Regions from separate parts of the Mus musculus genome. Here regions 1, 2, 3 and 5 are each linked to region 4. A link is a contact called in public Hi-C, HiCAR-type, capture Hi-C and promoter capture Hi-C data. All regions are on one chromosome and are shown on one strand. Each heading gives the region's core, a stretch centred on a gene start, on an enhancer-like site or on the middle of the called end of the contact. The rest is flanking DNA. Distances are from core to core; before and after follow the strand shown. Region 1 holds the start of Mkrn2 (makorin, ring finger protein, 2). Region 2 holds the start of Tsen2 (tRNA splicing endonuclease subunit 2). Region 3 has its middle 20 kb from the start of Gm36301. Region 4 holds the start of Syn2 (synapsin II). Region 5 overlaps Atg7 (autophagy related 7).

Region 1 (4,058 bases), core at 926-3,425, 470 kb before region 4:
CCATCTAGCCCCAGCATTCCAACTCTTACCTGCACCACATCTTGGGTTCTCTTATTTGTGAGACAGAGCTAAAACTATCTCCGGGTACAAAGGGGGAGAATCAAAATGGCCGGGCTTAAGCATTACATGAAGGTTTTGTAGACACGTGTCTTAGGAAAGCCTTTAAGTGGTAGAACTAAAAAGCATCTAGGAGTCGGGCAGTGGTGGTGCACGCCTTTAATCCCAGCACTCGGGAGGCAGAGGCAGGCGGATTTCTGAGTTCGAGGCCAGCCTGGTCTACAGAGTGAGTTCCAGGACAGCCAGGGCTATACAGAGAAACCCTGTCTCAAAAACAAAAACAAAAAACAAAACAAAAAAACAAAACCATCTAGGTGTGGTGGCAATTAATTCTTGCATGGGAAGGAGAGGTAGGCAGATCTGAGTTCAAGGCCAGCCTGATACATATAGAGAGTTTCAGGATATACACAGAGAGACTCTGTCTCAAACAACAAAACTGTAAACAAGCAGAGTTTTAGAGGTTATTTTCTAAGTAGCTTGAGTCTGCTTTAAAGGCCACTGTGGTAGGAACACGTCCTCCTGCAGACGGAAGGGAGTAAGTACCCATTCACTCATCCTCAACAGAGACGTTCTAGTAGCGATGACCTGCAAGCACTGTTACAGGACTGCCGAAAAGTTCCCATTGCTGTGATAAATCACCAGGACCTAAAGCGACTTTGGGAGGAGAGCTTAGACTTGTAGGTATCTTCTACTTAAGTGTCTTACTCCATCACTATGGGAGGCCAGTGCAGGACTCCAGGCAGGAGCTAATGCAGAAGCAAGGAGAGTGCTGTTGACTGGCTTGACCCTCTTGGCTTGCTCAGCCTTTCTTACTGCACCCAGGACCACTAGCCCAGAGGTGGCACCACCCACAGTGAGCTGGGTCCTCCCACATCAGTTATCAACCAAGAGGTTCCCTCTTCCCAAATGATGATGTCTCATGTCAACTTTGTCAAGTTAACACAAAACTAGCATATGCATACACACAGACACACACAGACATACACAAACTGCAGTTTTCTGATTACTACTTAACATAAACCACCTGGGACCTTGGTACATGGTTCAACCCTTAATATCTTAAGTCGAACAGAACTCTTCATAAAGGTATTAGTTCTAGGAGTCTGCACTAATGAGAAATAACAAGGTCATTAAATGCTTACCACATATCCAAACTACATCTCAATTTCTTAATTTACTGAAACCAACTAAAGTCTGTATAAGCCGAGGCTCCTTTAATCCAAAAAGCTTGGGCTCAGGAGAGTCTTTAATTTTTTTTGTACTTTACAGTATTTTCATGTACATAAGGTCTTGGGGATAGTACAAGAGTCTAAACACAGAATTCATCATTTCACATATGCTTATACACATACCCTGAAAAAGTTCTCTGTGTAGCCTTTGCTGTCCTGGACTCCCTCTATAGACCAGGCTGGCTTCAACTAACTGAGATCCACCTGCCTCTGCCTCCCAGTGCTGGGATTAAAGGCGTGCGCCACCACCGCCCGCCTTCTATTTAGGTATCTTAAGAGTATTGGATTTTGGAGCCTTTTGAAATTTGGGTTTCCACAGTCGGGATTCTCACAAGCCTTACTTCCCAAGCTGCACCTCCTGAGCATGCAAACTCACAGGACTAGACCCCAATGACAGCCACAAGCTCGTCACCAAGTTAGTACGTTGCTACTCAACCCAACTATTTTTGTTTCAAAATAGTAGTCACGGAATAGTTTTCTGCTTTCCACTTCGTCTAACAAGCCGCCTTTCTGTTCCTAAATGGGTGTCGCTTTACCTCTGGTGGCCTCGGTTTCCTGCATCTCGAAATGGGACTCTTCGGAGGCTCAGTGGTGATGCTGGATAAGAAATGCGACCTGCCCGTGTTTCCCCGCAATCGCCCTCGCTCACTCTCTGCAAGTCGCGGTTGCAGCAGCTCTTGCCGCTCTAGCCTCTATGCGGCCTTCCTGCGCGTTATCCGCGCTGTCCGCCCCCCGCCACCGCCCGCCTCGGCCCCTCGCCTCCCTCCCTGGCTGCCCCGCAGCGCCCAAGGCCCAGAGGGGCCGCGCACTCACCTGCAGGTGACCTGCTTGGTGCTCATGGCGGCGGGGCCACGGGCTGGAGTCGCACTGAAACCTCAGAGCCGCCAGCGCCGTGGCCCAGCCCGGCCCCGCCCCGCCCTTCCCCGCCCCGCCCCGCCCCCCGCGGAGTCGCGTCACTCCTGCGCGCGCCACCCTCGTTCGTGCGCTACTTCTAAGGTGCCGCCCGGAAACCTAACCACCATCACAATGGGTTCCGCCAGGGCCTGGAGCCGGAAGGTCCCTACTCCTTAGTAGTCCGGATCCCAACTTTCTGAGGCTAAGGGTCTGAGCATGTCTAGTATACTGAATTTACCAATCATCTGCGAGGCCCTTACTTCTAGGGTTCGGCCCCCATCTCTCAAGGCAGTCTTTTAAGATGATGATGATGATGATTGATGATGTTAATGATGATAAAAGTAATTTTACTATTTATCTTTATTTTATGATATGAGTGTTTTTGCCTGCATGTGTGGCTGTACACCAAGTGGAATGCAGTGCTGGTGCAAGCCAGAAGAGGGAGTTAGATCACCTGAAACTGGAGTTGCAGACGATTGTGAGTTACCATGTCGGTGCTGGGAACTGAACCCTGGTCCCCAACTAAACAGCCAGTGCTCCTAACCACTGAGCCATCCTCTAGTAAGAATTTTTATTTATTTATTTATTTTTGGATAATTTCATACATGTGTACAATGTATTTGATTATATCCACACCAAATATCCTCTCCCCGTACTGATCTTTTTGTGTACATACATACATACATACATACATGCATACATACATACATACGTACATAACTCAAGGCAGGAATCTGGAGGCAGACACTGAAGCAGTATGTACATATATATAATTTGGATTTTTGCAAACTACAGTTGTGTTATCAGCTTTGAAAAAGTGTCTCCTGGTTTATTGTGTTGAGTTGGCATTGTATAGAAATGAACAGCAGGGGGCTGGAGAGATGGCTCAACGGTTAAGAGCACTGACTGCTCTTCTGAAGATCCTGAGTTCAAATCCCAGCAACCACATGGTGGCTCACAACCAGCCGAAATGAGATCATGAGATCTGGTGCCCTCTTCTGGTGTGTCTGAAAACAGCAACAGTGTACTTACATATAATAAATAAATTTAAAAAAGAAGAAGAAGAAAAAATGAACAGCATAGTACTCTGGAAACATTATGGGTATTCTTTTCATTTTATAGAGGTGGTACACTGTAAAAACAGGTAAGGACTTCTGAATGCTCAGCTCTAAATAGAACATGTGTGCCAATACCCTGACCTTGCTAGCAAGGCTCTGAGAATATCATGGAAGGGGGAGAAAGAATGTAAAAGCTGGAGGGTTGGGAGAGTGCCATGGAATGCTGTCTCCCGACATGACATAGCTTTAGACTTAGGAACACTCAGTAGCTGTGGCTACCTACAAAAGATCTGCAGAAGACTGTGCCCACGGCCAATTGTGGTAGTGCATGCCTGTGATGGTTTGTATGTGCTTGCCCAGAGAATGGCACTATTTGAAGGTGTGGCCCTGTTAGAGTAGGTGTGTTAGTGTGAGTGTGGGCATTAAGATCCTCATCCTAGCTGCCTGGAAGTGAGTCTCCCACTAGCAGCCTTAAGACAAAGATGCAGAGCCGGGCGTGGTGGCTCACGCCTTTAATCCCAGCACTCAGGAGGCAGAGGCAGGTGGATTTCTGAGTTCGAGGCTAGCCTGGTCTACAAAGTGAGTTCCAGGACAGCCAGGGCTATACAGAGAAACCCTGTCTCAAAAAAAAAAAAAAAAAAAAAGACAAAGATGTAGAACTCTCAGCTCTACCTGCACCATGCCTGCCTGGATGCTGCCATGTTCCTGCCTTGATGATAATGGACTGAACTTCTGAACCTGTAAGCCAGCCCCAATTAAATGTTGTCCTTTATAAAACTTGTATTGGTCATGGTGTCTATTCACAGCAGTAAAACCCTGT
Region 2 (4,052 bases), core at 768-3,267, 410 kb before region 4:
AGACGCTTCACCAGGCCGGTGGGGGATTTGAACCTGCAGCTGTCTAGGGTCAGGTCTACACATGACTTAAACTGGGAGCTTACTGAGGAGGTGGGTGTCATGACCATTAAAGAGGAAACGATGTGGCAGGAGCACTGCCTGCTCTTTTAGAGGATTCAGGTTCCACCCTCCGCATCCACAGGGTAGTTCATGCCCATCAGTAACTCCAGTCCCAAGGATCCAATGCCCTCTTTTGGCCTCTGTGGGTACTGCATGCATGATAAGCACAGACAAGACACACAGGCAGGCAAACACCTGCAAAATGACAGTCGTGGTGGCGGTGGTCATAACAGAAACATCAAGCCCTGGCCAAGGTGTTCACGAAACTTCTCATGAAGCCAGGAATGTCAATAAAGACAGAAGGAAAGATGGACCAAGGAAGTTAGAACAATGGACAAGTGCGTGTCAAAGATAACCACGCACGGGGATGGAGAGAGGCTTGGTAGGTACTCATCCAGAAGAAAGACCCAGGTTCAATTCCCAGCATGCACATGGTGGCTTATGCCCACCTGCAACTCTAGCTGCAGGGGATCAGAAAGCCTCTTCTGGCTCCCTGGGGAACAAAGTACTCGAACGTTACATGTCATAAAGCAGATACATACAGCCAGGTACATATGTATAGGGTAGACCAGACCAGGACGGTGGTCTGGAGGACTGGATATAAAGGCTTTTAGTTGCTTCTTTTCCTAGTGCTGGGAATTGAACTCAGGGCCTGGATCATTCAAAGAAAACTCTCTATCAAAGGAGCCACAGTCCCAGCCCAGCCACATTCTTTTTTTTGTTTGTTTGCTTTTTTGTTTTTTCGAGACAGGGTTTTTCTGTGTAGCCCTGGCTGTCCTGGAACTCACTCTGTAGACCAGGCTGGCCTCAAACTCAGAAATCCGCCTGCCTCTGCCTCCCAAGTGCTGGGATTAAAGGCGTGCACCACTATCGCCCGGCTGCCCAGCCACATTCTTATTCCCATTGTACAAGTGAGAAGAATGGCTTGCAGCGTGTGTGTGTGTGTGTGTGTGTGTGTGTGTGTGTGTGTGTGAATGTATCTGCAAAGACTGTTAAGGAGAAACCTGCTCATGCCTGTCACCAGAGCACCACAAAGCATATTTCTGTCCATCAAAAGCAAGGCCTGTCCTTCATTCTTCTCTTAATCTGCTAGCCTAATATTCATTTAAAAATTTCGGTTTTGCTGACACGTGGCCTTGTTATGCAGCTTTGGCTAGCTTTAAACTATGATCTTTCTGCCCCAGCCTCCCATGTACTACAGCTAAAAGCACGAACCATGACACCCAATGGTCAGCCCAACCCCGCTCTATATGCTTCTACCGTCAATCCAAGCACAAAGCATACAGTAAAAGGTGGGTCCATATCACTTTCCAACACTCTTGGATCAGGGGTCAAAGAAGCCTCTCTTATGGCAAACTTACTCATGGTCTCTTAGCATGTATTTTATTTATTTATTTATTTATTTATTTATTTATTTATTTATTATTTTGAGATGAGGCCACACGTAGCCCAGGCTGGCTCCAAACGTGATATGTAGCTGAGGAAACTTAAAACCAGCTTGATGCTCTCGCTTCCATCTCTGGAAGTTGGGATTACAGGCGGGCAGCAGCTTGGTTGGATGCGGTGCTAGGAGTAGACAACAGGCTGCCAACCGAGTCCCATCCTCAGCCCCTCGTGGGCTCCTCATCATTTGCAAACACACTTTCATCTGTGTCCCCCACTGCACAGCTCCTGGGCCGAGGTGCAGGGCTGAGGGCCAAGGCAGACCAGCTTGGGGCTGGGGCAGATGGCATCTGTCAGCGAGAGCGAAGCGCTCCGCAGCCCTCGGGACGCTGTGCCCATGCGCGCTTGAGTGACAGCCACAGCTCCCACCCCGCTCCCGCCTGAAGTCGCTCGCACGCTGGACACAGAACGCGAGAAACAGGACTACTCAGTCTTACCTTTCGCCGCCACGCGCGCCCACCGTTACCCGGCAACCGGGGGGCGGCGCTGCAGCCGTCAAGCAGTGCGGCCGCAAAACCAGTTGCACGCAGCCGCAAAAGGGACTGGCTGTGTCCTAGCACAGCACGCCTGCGCACTGTACCGCTGACGATACATTCCGCCCCATCCCCCGGCTAAGTCTAATGAGGAAGGCTAAGGGGTAATATATCCCGCCTTAATTCTCACAGCAACCCCCAAGGTTTGTTTGTTTGTTTGTTTGTTTTCCTTTTGAGATTACATAGGTCTCACTGTATAGCCTTGGTTTGCCTGGAACTCACTTTGTAGCCCAGATTGGCCTTGAACTCATGGAGGGACACCTGCCTTTGCATTGCCAGTGCTCACTGCCTGTAAGTTCTAACACAAGGTCCATTTTTTAGAGATGAGATATGAAGCAACCTGCCCCAAAAGGCTGCCCTTGACCTCAGTGTGATATGAGATTTTTTTCAGCAGTGAACCCTGAATGCTACCAGGGAAGATGTGCCCACTGGAGCAATAATGGTGCGAAGGTTACAGAGGCAAACCCACATTACTGATTGACTCTGAGGCTGTTCGACGGAGGGAACTCATGCCTGGTATTGTAAACCTGATCTAAAGTCTCAGGAAGTCAAAGGCCCTGAGGAGAAACTGACTAGTATCTTGTTAAATGAAGAGGCCCAGCTACTTCCAATTTTTTTGGTTATACCCACAGCTTAGTGTTACCTTCGCCCCTGGCCAGAGAAGCTCCTCTCTGCAGAGGGCTGTGGTGACTACACAGGCTCAGTACTGGTCAAAATGCTGGCAAGTGACTGCTGAGAGCTCAGCTTTAAATGGGGTATCTATATTAACCCTTGCCTGCCCGAGGCTGAGGAAACATGGAAAAGGAGGGTGATGCAGAAAGGAGGCAAGAGCCAGAGGATGGGAGAGTGCTGTCTTCTGAACATGACAGAGCCCAAGGCATTCACGGACTCACAGCAGACTTGGGTACCTACATAAGGCGTGGTCAAGATCAAGCCTGAAAGATCAGTTAACCTTCTAGCCGGCAGTACTGACTGTATTTGATGGATGACCAAAAAGATAAAGGGCAAAGGGAATGAAGATAGGAAGGGATGAAGGGATGTGTGGGCAAGTAGAGGGATGGGAGGGGAGAGCTGGGGGTGGCTGTAGTCAAGATACACTGTATGAAACTGTTTAAGAATACACAAAAGATAACAACAAAATGTAAAACAAAGAATGCAGACAGGCAGGTAAAGTTTCTGTCAGGTGTGGTGGTGAGTGCCTTTAATCCTAGCATTTGGTAAGAAGCAGCCAGATCTCTATGAATCGAAGACCAGTCTGGTCTACATAGCAAGTTCCAGATCAGCCTAGACTATATAGTGAAATCCGCCTCCCCTTCCTCCCTCCTTCCTTCCCTTCCTCCCTTTCTTCCTCCCCACCCTCCCCTTCCCTAGGTTGGGGTGTGAATTAGTTGTAGAGCAATTGCCTATCATGCAGAGGTCCTGGGGTCCATAAAAACAAAACAAAACAAAACATAAAAATGTTTCTCACATTTCCAACTTTTGCTATCTTGTTTCTTTCATATTCTTCATATCTCAACCTCCTTATTGGACTATTTGAAGATAATTCCTACCCACACATGGTGGTATGTATTTATAGTCACAGTTACTATGGTAGCTGAGAAGCTAGCATCTTTTGAGGCTGGGAGTTCAAGGCTGGGCAGTATACTAAGACCCTTGCTTATCTCTTAAAAGAACATCATGAAGCAGAGCCTTGTTCTCACACGCCTTTAATCCCAGGCAGAGGCAGGCGGATTTCTGAGTTCGAGGCCAGCCTAGTCTACAGAGTGAGTTCCAGAACAGCCAGGGCTACACAGAGAAACCCTGTCTCAAAAGAACAAAAACAGAAACAAAAAAACCAACCAAGCAAGAAAAAAACCAACCAACCAACCAAATAAAAAACCACCACCTATGAGAGGGGCTATAGAGGTGGCTCAGGGGTAAGGGGTTAAAGAGCACTGGGCACTTTACCAGAGAACCTGTGCTCAATTTGCAGAACCT
Region 3 (4,258 bases), core at 767-3,266, 360 kb before region 4:
CTTCTTCCAAGTGCCCTAGGCTTAGTGAAACAGAAACACTGCTTTCCCCATATGCCTTTGCACACGAGCCCCTCACCTAGCGTTTCTTTCTTTCTTGTTTCATAAATCCTCCTTTGAGACTTGGTCTCCAATGTCACCTCCTCTGTGAAGCCAAGTTGACTTTCTTCCCCACTTTCACGGGACTGGAAAGCCCATAGCTCAGCCTGCCTGGGAAATTTCAAATAATCCCTTCTGATATTAGGTGGCAGCTGACACCAGCTGGAAGATGAGGTTATCTTCACTTGCAATCTGTCCCCAGCACTAACCCTTGGGGTGGGGGTGGGGAGCAGAGTGGGCAGTGCTGGCCCTGCTTTACCTCCGTGCCTCCTCACTGTGACCCCCGGGGGTAGCTGTGCATTCCTTAAGCTACATAAGAAGAGTCCCAGGAAGGTTCCAGAAGTCCTGCCCAAGGTCATCCGGCCTCACCCACCCTGCCTCCAGCCCTCTGGCTTCCTCTGCTTGCCAGGCTGTCCTGTGGCTGCCAGCTTCTGTGTTTATCTCCATGAAAGTGAGTTCCTTGGTGGCCTGAGTCACACCAGCCTTATCTCTGTGTCCCTAGAGGCTGAGGAGAGCTGGGGACAGGCAAGGCCAGTGAATATTTACTGACACTGGGCTCTCCTTTTTCCTTGTCCTGCTTCTGCTGACCTCAGGTCACCCCCACCCCCCACCCCCCACCTTCCTCTCCCCAAGCTCTGCTCTTTAATGGTAGCTGTGCTTGGCTAGAAGAGACTCTCACCCGTGTGACATTCAGCAACTCAAGTCTTTTCTTTAAAGGCCGATAGGGCTCGTGTTTCTTAGAGTGGGGTGCACAGCCCTGTCCTAGGGGCATATGAAGCCATAAGAGGAAGGGAACACCCCATTTTGGGAAGAGCTTTTCTTTTTGGAAGTCCTTGGACTCAAGTGAGACATATTTGGCTTTCAAAGGACAATTTAAGTGTGATTTTGAAACTTAAAAACAACAACAACAACAAAATAAAAAAAATGATAGTCAACTCTTAGTATCCATGGTTTCCACATAAGTGAACTCAAACAATTTTGCATATAATATTAGGGAAAATTGTGTCTGTATTAAGCGTGGGCAGACTTGGGTCATTGTTTCCCAAACCGATGTGGCACCTGTTTACACAGCACCTTTGCTGGGTTGAGTATTTTAACTCAGACATAGTTTTGAACTTACAGAAGGGTGTACGGTGGTCCTATGCAGATACTGTGCTGTCTTACACATCTGTCCCCCGCATCCGTGGCTTTCGGGGCTGGAGCCCAGGCCTGTGTGTTGGTTTTCTTCCTGGCATGTCCTACACATTCATTGCCACCTGTCTCCCTGGGCGGTGCCTCCGCAGACTGTTTCCTTTCTGACCTTCTCCGGGCCCTGCTTCTGGCTTTAGCATCTCTCTGCCCAGAAGCCCCTGCAAGGCTGAAGCGTCTTGGAGGTCTGCGGTCCTCCCTCACCTCCCAGCACTCCTTGATCCCCGTCCTCTGCTGGCTTCTCTGAGCCCTGCCTTCACTCTGCATGTGACCTCTGCGTTAGGGGCTCCTCTGCCTTAGATACCCTTGCCGTGTGCTCCTGGCTGTGTCCTGACCCCAAAACACTGCCTTGCTAAGCTTGAGCCAGGACTCAGGAGGTGGAAGGCAGTTGAGGAGCAAAGACTGCGCGTGGTGTTTGAGAGAATAGTCACCCTCATCAGGCAACAGAGCAAGGAGAAAACCTTGGCTAGCATCTTGTCAGTAGGAGGCAGCTCCTTAAAAAAAAATAGTCCCCCTTCATCAGCAGCTGTCCCACCCCGGGAGCCCTGGGAGGCCTGGCCATAGTGCAGCTTTTCCAAGGCATGTTGCCCACCACTGTGGCAGCAGCGGCAGCGTCGTCGATAACACGGGCTCCTTGGAGGCATAACGTGGGCTCCTCAGAGGCCTGCCTGGAGCTGGCCCATCTGGCAGGCAGGGTGGCCAGGGACCCCAGGCCGAGCTGCCAGCAACTGACTCAGCACAACGCCCTTCTCTAAGCAGTTTGGCTTCGGGTGGGAACCAACCAGCCATCCGGTGTCCCCTCCCCTGCCCTTGGAGGCAGCCAACTCACTCAGGTTGGAGCGGCCCCAGGCCCTTAATGAGCGCAGGCTGCAGCCTGGCCCAGGCCTGGGTGGCTCTGAGTTGAGAACACATGCTCAGGCAGCGAAGGACGTGGGCCTCTGATGGACAGCCAGAGTTCTGTCCTCTGGCCTGCCTCCCTGGGAGGCCTGAAATTTTGGGATGTCAAGGCCAGAAGACAGAACAACTTTTTAGATGTGCAGATAGAGAAACTGAGGCACAGAGAGGAATCAGCTTGCTTGCGACTGCAGCAGGTACACAACCTTGCCAGCATTCAAATGTAATTGATTCCTGCCCCCCTCCCCCACCCCCTCGCACCCCACCCCTAAACCTGCATGCTTTCATTTTCTCAAGTAGCACAACTAAGAAAGACACCTGAATTGTGTAGGCCCCCACCTTTCTTTCTTAAACCTTTAGGCTAGCTCTCTGGATTCACCGGGTGTCAAACTCTCTCGTCTGCTAGCAGCAGTGATAAGGTTTTTGTCCTGGTTCCTTTATTTGATCTTCCAGGAGACATGCAATCTAGGTACCGCTGGTATAGCTGGGAGCAGAGGCCCAGCCTTGCCGCGTGATAAATGAATGGATTTCTCCGGGTCAGATACCAGGTCCCCAGAAAGAACTTGTCCACGGCCTCAGACCGTGGCAGGTTTGTCAGGCAGACCATGGTGCCTCTCATCCGTATTCCATGGTTTGTAGTACTGTGGAAAGCAGGCCCGGGGATCCACATTCCTACTCTTGCAGGAAGCCACTTCTGTTGTCCCTGAGACCAAGCCCTTGGCTCTAAGCAGATCCCAGAAATGACATTCTCCTGGGAACATTTGCCCTGGAACATATTTACAAAACTCCAGAGGGATGCACATATCCCAACCCACTCCCTACAGAGTCAAGTGAGCAATTTTCTTATTCATTATAACCCCTTTGGAAATTCAAACTATGTAATATTTATCTAAAATTAGGAGCAGAAGTCGCCAGAGAAAACCCCGGTGCTTTTTGGAGAGAGCATTCCCTCAGCCTTGGGCTTTGAGTTTGGTCTAAATCAGAACGCAGTGCAATTGTTTTTCAAATATTCCCCCCTCCTAATACTTGTGGATTGGGGACAAACTCTATATATATATATATAACGTATTTTCCTCAATTACATTTCCAATGCTATCCCAAAAGTCCCCCATACCCTCCCCCCCCCCACTCCCCTACCCACCCATTCCCACTTTTTGGCCCTGGCGTTCCCCTGTACTGGGGCATATAAAGTTTGTGTGTCCAATGGGCCTCTCTTTCCAGTGATGGCTTACTAGGCCATCTTTTGATACATATGCAGCTAGAGTCAAGAGCTCCAGGGTACTGGTTAGTTCATAATGTTGTTGCACCTACAGGGTTGCATATCTCTTTAGCTCCTTGGTTACTTTCTCTAGCTCCTCCATTGGGGGCCCTGTGATCCATTCAAGTGGACTGTGAGCATCCACTTATGTGTTTGCTAGGCCCCGGCCTAGTCTCACAAGAGACAGCTATATCAGAGTCCTTTCAGCAAATGTTTGCTAGTGTATGCAATGGTGTCATCGTTTGGAGGCCAATTATGGGATGGATCCCTGGATATGGCAGTCTCTAGATGGTCCATCCTTTTGTCTCAGCTCCAAACTTTGTCTCTGTAACTCCTTCCATGGGTGATTGTTTCCAATTCTAAGAAGGGGCAAAGTGTCCACACTTTGGTCTTCGTTCTTCTTCAGTTTCATGTGTTTTACAAATTGTCTCTTATATCTCGGGTATACTAAGTTTCTGGGCTAATATCCACTTATCAGTGAGTACATATCATTTGAGTTCTTTTGTGATTGTGTTACCTCACTCAGGATGATGCCCTCCAGGTCCAACCGTTTGCCTAGGAATCTCATAAATTCATTCTTTTTAATAGCTGAGTAGTACTCCATTGTGTAAATGTACCACATTTTTTTTATCCATTCCTCTGTTGAGGGGCATCTGGGTTCTTTCCAGCTTCTGGCTATTATAAATAAGGCTGCTATGAACATAGTGGAGCATGTGTCCTTCTTACCGGTTGGGGCATCTTCTGGATATATGCCCAGGAGAGGTATTGCTGGATCCTCCGGTAGTACTATGTCCAATTTTCTGAGGAACCGCCAGACTGATC
Region 4 (4,040 bases), core at 537-3,036:
CCACCATCCACCATCGCTTAAGTCAGCGTCCTACTGCATCAAAGGAACCACTCTGAAGCTCTTAATTAGTCTTCAGTGGACCTCATTCATGTGTTTCTCAACTAAACCTAACACCTTCCCCAATCATCCCCATTCCCTATAGCTCTTTTTAAAAGAAGAAAAAGAAAAGAAAGAAAGAAAAGAAAAGCATTCTTGAAGTTTCCCCTTTACTGCATTAAGGCCAATCATTTTATTTGTGCCCTTTAACAATATGTAATGTTTTTACTTAGGTCTTCATCATCCAGCTGAAAAAGCCACCATCGTTTACACACAAACACAGGAGCACGCATGCTCGCATGCACGCACGCACGCGCACACACACACACACACACACACACACACACACACGCACACACACACACGGAGGGAGGGAAGGAGGGAGGGAGGGAGGGAGGGAGGGAGGGAGAGAAGGGAAGAGAGAGAACAAAATTTTTAAAACATATATCCCCTCCCTGTTGCATATATATAATAATCTCATTATTTTTAAACAGATGTCAATCACACTCTGAGACACCTGTGATCTAACCCACCTTGATATCAATACAGGTACAGGTTTAAAACAAAACAAACAAACAATAACAACAACAAAAACACCTATCCAACTTAAATACTAATATCCACTCCCAACTCATTCCAAACCTTGCAGACTAGAATCTTTTTTGGTGTCCTTTATTTTGATGGCCATCTGGGTCCATTTTCACCTTAGCTTGTATGCGTCTAAACTGTTAAGCCTGCCCCCCCCCCACCATAAGTATTTGTGTTTTGTTTTTGTTTTTTATTAGTTCTTTGAGGATGTTGTACAACCTGTTTTGATCATCTTCACCCTCCCTCCCCCAGCTCTTTCCAGATCCATCCCTCCTTCTCTTCCTTCCCAACTTTGTGGTGTCCCCACCACCACTGTCACAGCCAATATGTGCTGCCCAAATATTCTTGGCTGTGTGGCCTTCCTTTAGAGCGTGGTCGACTTATCACTATTTTTAAGCTCCATTGGTGCTTAATGAAGTAGCTTGCTCTGCCACCGGCCTGGAGGCCACCGAGTCCTTTACCTTAGGACCCATGTCTCTGGGAGGTCAACGCCTGCCCTCGCCCCTCCCACACACAGACACCTGCTCGTCCCCGGTGCTCTCCCGGGTGACCTCGAGGGTCCATCTTCACACCCTGCCCCCGGCGGACCCCGCAGGGGCCTACCAGTCGGTGTGCGGCTCGTCGACCACCAGCAGCACCTTGGCCTTCCTGGAAGCGGCCGAAGGTGCGGGCGCGTCCACCAGGCCGGCGGAGGCGGCCGTCTGCTTCACCGCTTGCGACAGCGAGCTGAAGAAGCTGCTGCCCACCGACGGCGTCGGCGCGGGCTGCGGCGCCGGCTGCGGCGCGGGTGCCTGGGCGGGTGGCGGCCTGCGCTCGGGACCGGGCGAGGCAGCTGAGGTGGCCGCCGACGCCGTAGCGGCACCGGGGCCAGGGGCAGGAGGGGGCTGCTGCGGCTCCGGGCGCTGAAGGTCAGTCATGTAGCCATTGGGCAGGTTGGCGATGAAGCTGCTGTCCGACAGCCGGCGCCTCAGGAAGTTCATCATCTGGCTTGAGGGGCTGAGGGCGCTCGAGGCGGCGGGCCAAGCGGCGCGGGGAGGACGGCGCGGGGACACCGAAGGTGGTCCGCGTCTCCGGGAGCCCAGCAGACAGCCGCGGCGCTCTGGGTCTGGGGAGCGAGCCTGTTAGCGAGGGAGCAGTGGGCGGTGCCGAGGGCGTGACTACTTCTGTCTCCGCCCCTCTCCGCAGAGCCTGCTCCGCCCCCGCCTACTCGCGCGTCCCCCGCCTTTTCAGGCTCTGGCGCAAAGAGAAGGGAGAGTGTCCCCTCCCGCCACCTGAGCGTGACTGTGTGGGAACCAGGAGCTCTCGCAGTGTGGAGGGAAGGAAAGCCGAGAGTCTCCCACCATCATCACCTTCGTGGTTTCAAGAGGAGAGTCGTGTCCCAGTTCCAGACGAAGACACCATCCTAATACCATCTAGTTAGAAGAGAGGTGTCAGCTTCCCTACCCTGAGGTGAGAGAAAAGAGCTACACCTGCCCCTCCACCCGCTCTGGCGTGTGTGTGCGCGCGCACACACACCCAGGACCACCATTCAGTGAGCAAAGCGAAGCATTTCCTTTCCTGAAGCTCAGGAAAATGATGCCAAAGTCCCCAACTTTCAGATGAGAAGGAATGGACTAATCTGTTGCTGCTAATGCGCACCTTGTATGCTGAGACCTGAATGAATGAATGGATGGATGGATGGATGAATGAATGAATGAATGAATGAATGAATAAAAGCTGCCTACCCGTGCTGAATGGGAAAAACCTCTCCCTGACCCAAAAGGTGGGAGTCCAGACCACAATGAAGTAGAGGGCTACCTCACCCTCCTTGAGGAAGAAGGAACCTAAGCAGACCCTCTCCACACTGCCCTGGAGGACATTAGGAGGCAATTTCTGTGCCCCACTTAATAGTGCACAATTCTCTCCCTGACCAGAGAGAGAGAGAGCACGCGCGCGCGCAAGAGAGCCCGAGAAGACTGAAAATGTCTTTTCAGGATCCCTCAGACAGATAGCCAAGGCTACCCCCTCAATTTGCTTCCCTGACATACATTGTTCCCCAGTGTTGTAGGGCGACCTAGTCCCCTAACTGACCATCTCCATGAAGGTTTATCTGACTACCAACTTCTCTGTGCACTCTCTAAATTTTGTGTGCTCTTTGAACCTTTGTTTTGATCTGTCTTCAGGTATATTAGTCCCCTACATTTGTATCTGGACAAAATGTAGCAGATGTACTTGACAGGCAGACCACCTGGAGTGATGCACGACTTTGGGCAAATTACTCCCTTGAACCTTTTTCTTCCACAGCTAATAAAAACAGATAGCACTTTTCAAAGCTGCTGGAGTAAATGAGAACATGTAGGTAAAGCGTCTGGTACGCAGTAGATAAGCCAGTAGTGGGGCCTAAGTCCTTATTCTTATTTCTCAGTAGTATTAGCTAGTCTGAATGGAATCAGTGAGGGTCTTGACACTAATGTTAGCAGGGTGTTCCTGTTTTGTATATCCCAGTTGGTTCTCAGGTCTAAGCCAATAGCATCAGAGAGGCCTGCAGCCAATTGTGAAAATAACCAATAAAATTAGAAAGCAACCCTTGTCTCAGGTAAACTCACAACTAAGAGCTAAGGACTCATAACTAGAGACAACAATTACCCACAATGAGATGTGAGAAATTCTGTAAATCAGTTGGATAAGGTGGTTTAGGAGCAACAAAGGCACAGGATTCATTCACCGCTGAGGCTCAGGAAAGGCTGCTCAGAGGAAGTAATGTTTAAGATGGGTCTTGAGACGTGTGGTAAAAGTTAACAGAACTGGTGAGAAGGCTCTGTAGTTTGGAACACTTGTTACTCCTCCAGAAGAGCCAAGTTTGGTTCCCAACACCCAGGTCAAGTGACCTATGATGACCTGTAACCACAGCTCCAGGGAATATGGCACCCTCATCTGGCCTGCAAGGGCACCCACACACACATGTCAGAACACTTACACAGATACACTATCTTAGTTACTGTTCTGTTGCTGTGAAGAGACACCATGACCAAGACAACTTATCAAAGAAAGCGTCTGATTGGGGGCTTGCTTAGTTTCAGAGGATTAGTCCATTATCATCATGGCTGAAATCATGGCTAGTGGCAGGCAGGTGGACATGGAACTGAGAGAGACAGAGACAGAGACTGGGCTAGCATGGACTTTTGAAACCTCAAAGTCCACTCCCAGTGTCACCTCCTCCAACAAGGCCTTTTAGTCCTTTTCAAACAGTTCCACTAACTGGGGCCTGAGCTTTCAAACATATGGGCCAATGAGAGCCATTCTCATTCAAACTACTACTACTACTACTACTACTACTACTACTACTACTACTACTACTACACCACACACACACACACAAGTAGAAAAAAAAAATCTTTTTTTTTTTTTGAGTATGTACCCATAGAGAAGTAAAGGAA
Region 5 (4,169 bases), core at 1,579-4,078, 420 kb after region 4:
AAAGAGAGGAGAGGAGAGGGGGGGAGGGGAGGGGAGGGGAGGGGAGGGGAGCGGAGGGGAGGGGAGGGAGAGAGAGAGAGAGAGAGAGAGAGAGAGACAGACAGAGAGACAGAGAGAGAGACAGAGAGAGAAACAAAGGCCAACAGCAACACAGGTGTACCCCAGGAGTCAAGCCATCTCAAACCAGTCCCATGGCTAATCTTTATTCATGGCATGAAGAGTCTAAAATCCTTCTTTTGCAAGTGCAAATTCAGTCATGCCACAGATGTTTGTTTATTTTTGACAAAAGGACTCACTCTGTAGCTCAGGCTTGCCTTATACTACAGTCACCCTTCTCCCAATACTGGGATAAGAAGGGTGAGCCCTCATACCCAGCTACCTGCTGGAAAACACCTTCTCCAGCACATGTCATCAGTTGGCCACGTATGTGAGAGCTCGAAGTTAAGAACAAGCTCTGCAGTATTCCCATACAGCAGGGCTATAGACCATGAAAAACTGAGAGTCTACAAATGATGTCTTACGTGTATGGTCAACTCCTATCCCTCAGCCTGACAGGAATGCATAAAATGAATGGAGCAGAGGCTGCTGCCAACAGTTCAGCACTATCCTTAGCTATCCTTCACAGAGGCCAGGCATCATCTCACAGTCCAAGAAAGTAAACATCTACCCCAGATTAGAATCCTTCCCACATTTTCTAGGAAAGAACACCACTATTCCACCTTATGGGCCAAATATTTAAATTAAAAAGGTCTGTAAAGTGTCAAAGATTCTGTTCTAGGCCCTTTTATGTGTTTCAAGACTTATTTTATTTAAAGTGTGTGGTATGTGTGCTCATGTGTGCAGTGCCCACTGAGAGAGGTGCTAGGATCCTGGGGGCTGACAGTTGTGAGATTTCGGACTTGGATACTGGGAACTAAATGTGGGTCCTCTGCAACAGTAATGTGTGCTCTTAACCACTAGGCTATCTTTACAGTCCCCACTCTCCCCTTTCAGAGGTGAAAGCACTAAGGAGAGGCACTGTGAAAGCTGCCCATACAAAAATCTGATGTGTAGCTGCTGCGGGCTGAGGTTGGACTATAGAGGACATCAGCACAAAGGAACAGCTGGGGGGACAGAAACACCAAGTCTCCTCTGTGGAGGTGAGTAGCAGTGCAGGTTTTTGCCAACACTTATTAAAGTCGACTTATTTCAACTGTAAATTATGCCTCAGAAATGCTAATTTAGAAACAGTTTATATATTTGGTAGTTTCAACAAGATCAGAATGAAAAGTTCCTGCACGTCCTATACCCGCAAATAATCATCAGCTTAAGTGTCCAGTTTAGCTGAAAACTAACAGTTTTCCTTTAATCATTTCTGGTTCTTGATGCTAATCCCAGGGCCTTGTGATTGCTACATTCTAGCACAGAGCTATGTGCCCTCCTGCCCAGAAGAAAAGATACGCCTGAAATATGTTTCCTTGCTGCTACTGCATTTGGAGGGCCCTGGACGAGAGCTACCTAAGCTTCCTTGGCTCCTGCCCTGTAAGTCACTGTCAGAGCCTATACAGGCAAAGCAGGCAGGGTGAGATCTCTGTTGCAAAGCACAAGTCCTGGGCTATCCCTGAGCTTGGCCATCAGTGCTCTGAAGACAAGAGATGCTGCCCTGGGTGTGAGGTGAGAGGCAGCAGCAGGATGCACAGGCCATGAGCTCAGGGCTGTTAACAGGGGGGCTGGGGGGTGGGGGTGGGGTTGACAGTCCTGTGACTGTCTTGCATTGTGGCCAGACTTCATCAGGTATACAAGGCCCTCCAGAAAATGCACCTAGCAACAGAGGTTAGTTCACCAAATGGGTCTGGTTCCATGCCACCTGAGGAATGTGACCATCTCTGGAAGGAATGCCACCACAAAGTCTTTCTTTCTAGGGTGGTGCATCTCCAATGACCATGGTTCTGGAGGTTTCCAGTGGTGGCCCTGAGCTGTGCTGGTAAAGGTATAGTCTGGAAGGGCTCAGAGGTGACTGATGGCAGGGCAGGGATGGGAATCCCTGGATTGGGTTGTAATTTTAGCTAAAATGCCTCCAGTTTTACGAGGGTTCTTCATACGTCTAGTCTGCTCTCCATGCAGGGGCCAAGGCTTCCCGTTGTCATGCCCGGTAGGGATGCAGACATCCACATGCACGTGTCAGGTCGTCTGCACGCACTGGTCCTGTGGCAGCTTGGCTGGGTGTCACTGCATCCAATGACCTTCCACACTTTCCAGATTAGATAAGCAAGACTCAGAAATGACCCAGCCTTACAAGCACCAAAGAGAAAAGCCAGCAATCTCAGCTCTGGTTTATTTTGGCTCGAAAGCCTGGTGGAAAAGCACAGAGGACAAAGGGGGAGTGGGAGGGAAGGAGGGAGAGAGGGTGAGAGGGAGAAAAGGAGGAACTCAAACACTGTCAAACAAAAAATAAATAAATGCAGAAGGTGAATTCAATTATCTTCAGTGAATTTTACCCAGTTGGACACAAAAGAAATACATCAGGAAAGGAGGGGACACTGTCCTGGCCATGTTTCCACCTGTGCTCAATGTAACTAACTTTGGTGCCAAGCCCACCTTGCCTCAATGGGAAGCTGAGATCCACCGCTCAGGAACAGCCACCCCAACGTGCCTGAGGCCTCCTCTGGAGCCCCACTGCTTGGGTGTTGCAGCAGCTCCCTACAGGTTTGGCAAGGCTGCTAGAGCTTGGAGTTTGCATGTGTAAAAATGTGCCTGGAACTCCAGATCGATCTTGGATGCTGAAAAGAGTCTTAACCACATTCTGGGCCAAAATGGAGTTTAGCAGCAGCGAGCCCCAGGCACACTATGGAGGTCTTTGTTTTAGATAACAGCTTCCGTTCCCATCACTGGCTGCCTCTCATTATTGAACCAGAGCCACAGAGGGACCAAAGAGCTAAACTGGAAGCTAGCCAGCAGCATCATCAGAAAATATTGCAGGATGCAGCTAACTCTCAAGATGTAGTGTGGGCATTGTTTCCTGAGTTTGACGACTCTTCCTAATTTCCTGTTTAGAGGGTAGACAAACGTCCACTTTAATAAAAGTGGAAAGAGGTAGAAAGCCAGCATGGGCAAGTGTCTCATGTGCTCAGAATTCTGCTAGTGCCCTAATGAACACAATCTATCTGTGACTCTTGGGCCTACTATTAGGTTGTCCTCATTTATAGGCAGAAAACAGGTTCAGAGGAGATGAGACACTTGCCGAGGAGCAGGTGAACAGCAGGAGAAGGCGGTCAGATCATATACCTGGGGCCCTCCTAGCTTTGAGGTTCTTCCCTCTGGATAGAGATCCTACCGTGTCCTCATGGCCTGGGTTTGTCTATTACCTTAGACTGTACCAAGGGCAAGCCTTCCTTGATGTCTCTGATCCCTGTGTGCTCTGCAGCATCTGTGCTCAGGAAGCATCTGCTTGGCTGGTCGTATGGAGAGGATGGACACTATAACCAGGTCACAAAGGACAGTGGCCAACATAGGGCAACTGTGGACCAACCCATTTTCCTGCCACCATCTAGCTGAGGGCCACCGAACCTGTGGGGAGGGAGAAGAAGGAAGCTCTTTCCTAGGCTACACCTCAGGCAATGCCCTCCTGCTGGACCTCCTCTAGGCAGACAGGGCACAAGAGTTGAGTATCTTTACCAGCCCCCCTCAGGGGGAGAAAGATGGCTCAGTGGTTAAGAGCACATGCTTTCTTCCTGAGGACCTCCCTGAGTTTGATTCCCAGCACCCACATCAAGCTGCCTACAACTGTCTGTAACCCCAGCTCCAGGGCCATCGGATACTCTGACCTCTGTTGGCCCTTGTATTCAGGGGCATACACCACACACAGTCACTCACACAAATATGCATCATTAAAATAATAAAAATAAATCTTAAAAGGAAAAATAGAAGGCTGAAAACTGGGGAGAGGGTGTCAGAGCCTGAGCAGACAGGTAATGAACAGTGGCTAGAGCTTTGGGCTCCCTGTCTACTTCACCTCATGCAGAAGACTCCCAGGTCAGCCTCTCCTGGTGGCCTGCCCTAGTTTTGTTTTTCTGCAAAGAGTAAAAAGAGAATTCAAGAGCCTCAGAGAACCACGAGCTTACAAGTGCAGACCTAGGAGAAGGGTGCATGTACACACACACACACACACACACACACACACACACACACAC

What was found. Promoter capture Hi-C pulls out the DNA fragments that hold promoters and counts their contacts. Hi-C and Micro-C count contacts between places; a contact is called where the count stands out from the background. HiCAR-type assays count read pairs that join an accessible place to other places. Capture Hi-C pulls out chosen DNA fragments and counts their contacts.
Region 1: a HiCAR-type map of astrocytes shows a contact between it and region 4, with 3 times the contacts expected there. The contact joins the promoter of Mkrn2 here to the promoter of Syn2 in region 4. A contact is called at or near these places in 5 of 39 promoter capture datasets (the 3T3-L1 cell line, frontonasal cranial neural crest, hippocampal neurons and 1 more), 1 of 115 datasets of contacts at active chromatin or transcription factors (astrocytes) and 1 of 9 other capture datasets (macrophages).
Region 2: a contact with region 4 is called in a capture Hi-C map of macrophages, with 4 times the contacts expected there. The contact joins the promoter of Tsen2 here to the promoter of Syn2 in region 4. A contact is called at or near these places in 10 of 39 promoter capture datasets (the 3T3-L1 cell line, the HPC-7 cell line, HPC-7-derived erythroid cells and 5 more), 12 of 484 Hi-C or Micro-C datasets (the HL-1 cell line, the N1E-115 cell line, brain and 7 more), 8 of 115 datasets of contacts at active chromatin or transcription factors (SST interneurons, astrocytes, double positive thymocytes and 5 more) and 3 of 9 other capture datasets (embryonic stem cells, liver and macrophages).
Region 3: a promoter capture Hi-C map of hippocampal neurons shows a contact between it and region 4, with 2.0 times the contacts expected there. The contact joins the enhancer-like site here to the promoter of Syn2 in region 4. A contact is called at or near these places in 7 of 39 promoter capture datasets (the C10 cell line, embryonic stem cells, hippocampal neurons and 3 more), 1 of 115 datasets of contacts at active chromatin or transcription factors (astrocytes) and 1 of 9 other capture datasets (embryonic stem cells).
Region 5: a Hi-C map of cortical neurons shows a contact between it and region 4, with 2.9 times the contacts expected there. The contact joins the enhancer-like site here to the promoter of Syn2 in region 4. A contact is called at or near these places in 1 of 39 promoter capture datasets (hippocampal neurons) and 3 of 484 Hi-C or Micro-C datasets (the N1E-115 cell line and cortical neurons).

The regions. Positions count from the first base shown.
Region 1 is chr6:115,600,055-115,604,112 of GRCm38.p6, reverse strand. It overlaps Mkrn2 (makorin, ring finger protein, 2), which reads right to left and starts at 2,175. Exons shown (of 8, transcript NM_023290.3): 1 at 2,100-2,175. The coding sequence starts at 2,125.
Region 2 is chr6:115,542,656-115,546,707 of GRCm38.p6, reverse strand. It overlaps Tsen2 (tRNA splicing endonuclease subunit 2), which reads right to left and starts at 2,017. Exons shown (of 12, transcript NM_199033.2): 1 at 1,980-2,017. It overlaps Gm36355 (a long non-coding RNA gene), which reads left to right and starts at 2,061. Exons shown (of 7, transcript XR_869382.3): 1 at 2,061-2,366; 2 at 2,467-2,591.
Region 3 is chr6:115,497,534-115,501,791 of GRCm38.p6, reverse strand. No RefSeq gene overlaps it. Among named protein-coding and RNA genes, the nearest start is that of Gm36301, 20 kb to the left of the region's middle. Within about 2 kb of position 2,016, at least 38 of the 459 cell types and tissues checked have an H3K27ac peak or open chromatin away from gene starts, as enhancers often do. A contact at or near this core is called in astrocytes and hippocampal neurons, where this site is marked.
Region 4 is chr6:115,132,648-115,136,687 of GRCm38.p6, reverse strand. Syn2 (synapsin II) reads right to left here and starts at 1,786. Exons shown (of 13, transcript NM_001111015.1): 1 at 1,228-1,786. The coding sequence starts at 1,607. Gm17733 (predicted gene, 17733) reads left to right here and starts at 1,853. Exons shown (of 2, transcript NR_132436.1): 1 at 1,853-2,073.
Region 5 is chr6:114,717,925-114,722,093 of GRCm38.p6, reverse strand. All of the region lies in intron 16 of Atg7 (autophagy related 7), which reads right to left. Among named protein-coding and RNA genes, the nearest start is that of Gm52917, 15 kb to the left of the region's middle. Within about 2 kb of position 2,828, at least 35 of the 459 cell types and tissues checked have an H3K27ac peak or open chromatin away from gene starts, as enhancers often do. A contact at or near this core is called in the N1E-115 cell line, cortical neurons and hippocampal neurons, where this site is marked.